Regions from separate parts of the Zea mays genome. Here region 1 is linked to region 2. The links are chromatin contacts, called in public Hi-C maps. All regions are on one chromosome and are shown on one strand. The core of a region is the stretch at or near the end of the contact, and the rest is flanking DNA. Distances in the headings are between cores, read along the strand shown. Region 1 holds the start of LOC103640332 (probable galacturonosyltransferase 13). Region 2 holds the start of LOC103640243.

Region 1 (2,861 bases), core at 109-2,608, 300 kb before region 2:
AATAAGCATGTATGCGACCAAGTTGCCTAAAGAGGCACTAGAGCAGCACAAGGCACGCTAGTCATGATCAATGCAGTTACATGTGCGCAACGTAACAATTATTCAGGTCAACAAAGCCAAGTTTATCAGCCTCATTCCTGTTTTCCACCAACCAAATCAGGCATCCCGTGCTACCACATACCCACGGAGCATTGTTAGTCAAGCAATGCATTATCTCAAACTGTTTCAGTACTGACATCATTTCAGGAATGGAAGTAGCAGCACACGGCAGCCATTTCAGTAACGGGTGATCTCTAGGAGAATGTAATTGGGAGTAGCTATATGCACTGTCTCAGAACAGAAGTAGCAACCGCTGCTGCTGCTGGCGTACGTACCTAGTGAAGAGCACTTGTTGAAGCCCTCGAGAGTCATGACGGCGGTGAGTATGAAGACGAAAGGCAGGAGGAAGGCGAGGATTAGGACGGTGTGGAAGACGGTGCGGTAGGAGAAGTGTCGCGCGGCGACCTTGAACCTCATCAAGTCTAGCAGGCCATGGCTAGTGGAGATGGTGATGCTCCTCATGCTCGGCGACAGCCGGATCTGCATCCTCGCTCCTGGCCGCCGCCCACGACGGCCGCTGCTCCCTCTCCTGCTCCCGAAGACCACACGAGCATCGGGAGCCGCGGAGGCAGGCGGGGGCGCTCAGAGGGGGCATGCCAGCCCGGCGCCGTGGGAGCGGGGGGCGCCGCTAACCGGATCCGGCATTGGCTCGGGGGGGCCGAAAGCTCCAAGAAGCGATCTTGATTGCTCCCCGCGCCCTCGTCTCACTTCCCCCACCCCGTTCTTGATTTGATTTCTCACTGGTGCCTGGGCGCGGCGAATCACGCGCCCGGATCAAGAAACCCCGGCGGTGGATTCCTCGCCCGACTCCTTCCTCACCCTCGGATGAGCAGGGAAGTAAGGAAGAAACGGATCGTACTGGAAGGATGGAAGTGGGAATGGGCGGGGAAGGGTTTGATCTGGGGTTCTCCGCGGTGAGGTTCCGGATTGGGGATTAGCGGAGAAGTGGCGAGGAGGCGGAGAGGAAGCGACGAGGGATTTGACCCGATGGACAGGGCGGCACGGTACGGCACGTCACGGCAGCGAGGTTGAGTGAGTTGGTCACGTTAGGTCGGCGCGGGGTCGGAGGCGGAGCCCCGTCCCGCGTGGTGTGGTTGGGTCAAAGTCAAACAGCGGCCTGTTGGTTCCGGGAAGACGATGAATCACTCGGACACCGCAGCACGATGCCAGGCTATGGACTTTTCACCGTTTATTGAAGTTTTTGTAAATCCTACTGTCTATTTAGGAAATTTTAGAAACAATTTATAATTTAAAGATGTACAAATATATCTAAATAAACAGGTGCACATATGATCTACTCGTAGAAATAATTATGCTAGATATACCGATCAACGACGAAAGTGTATCAACTAATAGGATCAATGCCAAGAGCATCGACGGGACCATTTCCACTTTTCAAATAAAAATTAATTTAACCTAGTTTAAAATCTGTCACTCATCAACCAAACATTTCACGATAGAGGTAGTGACCATTGATATTAGCTCATGTTTTCATTGACTCCCTTCGTGCAAGTAGAACCTCATTCACATAACCACAAGGGGCTTCTATTGGACCCATATCTCCCAATAGTAGCGGAGGACGCCAGAAAATTTAGGTGTTGCTAACGCAACGAAGAATAAAATTTATGACACAGTTTAAAATAACTTGTAACTACAAAATAAGTAATATATGTTGAAAAATACCTTATTTAATAGTCATCTTGATTACAATCCATTTACAACCAAATGTCATATAGCGAATAAAATCTGAAAAAAGAAAAAAATGAGTTACGAATGTCAATATGAAGTAAAAATTGTTGAACAAGTGAAATAAGAATATACCTTTAGTTGAGTCTAGTTCTAGGAGATCTAGGCGATTGCATTTGTCTAGTTTTCTTATTTTGAAATGCCTTCTTTATTTTCTGAAGGTCCGATCCTTTAAAAATTTCTCTTTCAATGTAGCACACCATCGAGTCATTTAACCAACCATCGGACATCTTGTTGCGCAACTCAGTCTTAATAATCTTCATAGCTGAGAAGGCCCTTTCCACTGTTGTAGTCGCCACCGGTAACAACAATGCTAACTCAATAAGTCGATATACCGGTGGAAACACAATATGCCTCTCAAGCTGAACCATTGTCTTCGATAGACTAGCAAGATCACAACAAGCTTTAAACTCTTCAATTCTTCGTACATGAATAATAAAAGTTCTTAGCTGATCTTTTATAGTCTTGCAATCATCAAAAGAAAAAAATCATCAGAATAGATATCCGCGAGCCGAGCAAGCTTATCCACATCAAACTTAGAGAACGAATCCCTTGGGTCAAGACAAGAAAAACACACAAGCAACTCTTGAGATAGCTCATTAAAGCGATGATCAAACTCTGTAGTGATAGAATCTATAGCAGCATAGAAAGTATCAACACGATAAAAATGCTCTGTGGTAATATTATTTCTCCCACCTTTCCTTGATCGACCAAATCGTGGTACAACATCACTCATATTTGGTATTGGGATATCATTTGCAAGGTAGAATGTTGTGGCTTCTTCCAACAATGGCTCCCAACCATCATTTCTCAAATTTATCAAACGTGTTCTCACATCAAGAACCAAAGACATGGCTTGGACAACGTTTTGATCCTTTCTTTGCAAGAGAAGAGAAAGCTCGTTTGTGATACGGAGGATTTGTAACATCAACTTTATCATAAACACAAAGCTGAAACACTCCATTTTCCCAACAAAGCCACCTGCACCTAATGGATTACGCTCATCTTGGTGCACA
Region 2 (2,766 bases), core at 161-2,660:
CATATTAAGGGCCCGTTTGGCACAGCTCCACCTCCTGATTCTAAGCGAGGATCTAGAGGAGCCGTGCCAAACGAGTATTTTTTAAACTGATTCTCGTGTGGAGCCGAAAGATCAGGAGTCGTTTTTTGTGAAGAAAGGTGGGATCTAAAAAAACCTGCTCCACCCTCCCTTAAAACAGCTCCTCAACCAACCAAATATGGACCTCCCCTTAAAGTTTGATCGAAATTACCCGCAATTGCCATTGGACAAAAACATAACGAGCCAATTTATGGATTAAACATTTGAGACCATTTTATGCACTACTATGATGGGAATATTTTATATGTTATTGTTTCATATATTTTTCCGTATATGCATCCTACTTATTGATTTGTAATAAAGTTGAACTGCAAAGAGTAAAACAGACAATCGCTACAGACCACCAACTCTCAGAAGACAAGAATCAGTTTACTTGCCAAACAGTTTTAAAAATGATTCTGATTTTCTAGGAGAATCAGGAGGATCAGCTCCTCACGAGGATCAGGATCTAGAGCTAAAGAAGCAGGAGCTGGAGCTTTGCCAAACGGGCCCTAAATGGAGTTACACATGGCCTAATGATTTTAGTAAATGACCGTCCTTGCCTGTAAGAATTGACCAGTACAGTGGACGCGAGTACAATTGGAATCCTTCGAATCCAGGTCCAGGAAAATGACATAACTTCTCATTAAACCATCCATTACGCTTACGCAGCCGGAGAAACAAATGAATTGAAGAAACGGCTCCTGCTTTTGACTCCTGTTCCAGCCTTTCTTTATGCACTGCACATAAATCCAAACCAAAATTAGCGAGGAAAGAAACACTTGATATGTGTAGATCAACGACAAGATAAGGGGGTGTTTGGTTTCTAGGGACTAATGTTTAGTCCCTACATTTTATTCCATTTTAGTTCTAAAATTGCCAAATATAGAAACTAAAACTTTATTTCAGTTTCTATATTTAACAATTTATATACTAAAAAGGAATAAAATGAAGGGACTAAACATTAGTCCCTAGAAACCAAACACCCTCTAAGACACCCCTTTCGGTATCAGGTGATTAGTTGTGAATTTGTCACCGGTCAGCTAGGGGACAAGAACTACGCTGTTGCGGTTTTCCAGGTTCGGTGTGTGCATGTAGCGGTGCTGCTACATTTATGATCTTCCTGCCTTTCCTTTCTCCATGCTCCAATCCAGAGGCACAGGAGAGAGAAAGTCAGAAAGGCACTCCAGCCACTCCTAGAGGGAGGGAAAGAGAGATAGTGTGTGTGAGAGGGCAAAGAATGGAATAATTGAAAATCTATGCTGAATTTGTTTTTTTGTTATAATCGTCTCTATAGTATATGGGTCCATACGTGTCTATAAATTATAGAGTTAATGGTAAATTCTCACAGCCCATGAGAACGATGCCAAATTTGCAAATCTATCGGCAGAAAATCACCCACGTCTGCAATTGTCCAAAAAGCTGAACTCACCAGTCACCACGGAGGAAAAAAAAGAGAGGAATGGGAAAGGCACAGAGAAGCCCCTAATTTATGGCTTTTTGCACCCGAACCCCAATGCAAAGTGATGAAGAAAATCAATGCCTTCTCCTATCCACCACCAAACCTTGGTAGAGTGAGAACAATATACTCCGCCAGGGCGTCCTACAAGAGAAGAGGAGCCGGCAGAGAATAAGAAGACCAGAAGTTGACAAACTTTTCCTGTTCTTCGAGAAGCCCATTTTCTCTCTTCTTCTCCACTAGATAGAGAAAGGGGAGAGAGAGGGAGCCGAGGAGGAGAAGATCCCTCTCACCGTCATCTGCTGGCCAATCTAATCTCCGTCGTCTGCATCTGGGTCTGCTCCCGTCCATGGCCTAGTGACGGAGGATTGTATCTCTGTCCATGTGGATGGCGATAAATTAGTACTTGTTTATAGGTGTTGCTGTTTGGTTGGTTGGCCTTGTCTCCTTGTTTGAGGAAGTGGGGAGAGGCGGAATCTTTTGTTGGATCATGGCAGTTCCAATGCGGCCGGTGGGCTTCGCCCCCCCGTGACATGGTGAGCAGTTGAGGGGACGGATTATCTCCTGTTCTTGGCTGCTTCCCTCTGTTCTATTCTGGCCTGGCCGCCATTGTTTCAGCGGATGAGTTCGGGGTCGGAAGTCTTGTTCTTGGAGGTTCTCCCCTCTGCTTATTGGCCATATGATGTTCTACTCCTGCCTAAATTTTGCCTGTGCGAAAAATTTGTGTCCTTTTTGATGTTGTGGTTTTGGTTGGATAATAGTGTGGGAAAGCTGACAACTTTCTTGATTTTGGTTTGATAATATTATCCTTGCAGTGTGCTTGTGATGTTGCGATTTTTCAGAAAGCTCTGATTTTTAGCGCTTCATTATTTGGAATCCTTCTGGCTCTGTAGTTTGCTGTGGTTTGTGATCTCGTCTTCAATATTTTTTGTCGCTTGCATTTATGGCCCTTCACGCCTTCTTTTTCTTCCCATTCCCTGACGTCCTACAAATGACAAATTACAGGTCTCTTGTTGCTGACACTACCTGGACTTTTCTTCTGCTTATGACAAAGACGAACTGATAAGCTGGCATTCGTAGATCGGTTTCTTGGGAGATACACATACAGAAGCTTTAGGGTCGGCTCGTAGAATCTCTCAGACACCGTCGTTTTGCATCCGAGAACTTGGTAAGTAGTATGAGATGTCCTTCTTGCGGTTTTCTGAACCAATGCTCGTTTACCTTCTGTTTGTCATCAGAGAAGATCCTTA

The links. A called contact is a pair of places that touch in the nucleus more often than the background predicts.
Region 1: a contact with region 2 is called in a Hi-C map of leaf, with 8 times the contacts expected there. The contact joins the promoter of LOC103640332 here to the promoter of LOC103640243 in region 2. A contact is called at or near these places in 6 of 25 Hi-C or Micro-C datasets (ear, endosperm, leaf and 1 more).

Annotation. Positions count from the first base shown.
Region 1 is chr1:162,158,342-162,161,202 of Zm-B73-REFERENCE-NAM-5.0, reverse strand. It overlaps LOC103640332 (probable galacturonosyltransferase 13), which reads right to left and starts at 1,358. Exons shown (of 6, transcript XM_008662937.3): 1 at 375-1,358. The coding sequence starts at 585.
Region 2 is chr1:161,862,914-161,865,679 of Zm-B73-REFERENCE-NAM-5.0, reverse strand. It overlaps LOC103640243, which reads left to right and starts at 1,410. Exons shown (of 6, transcript XM_008662863.4): 1 at 1,410-2,052; 2 at 2,522-2,684.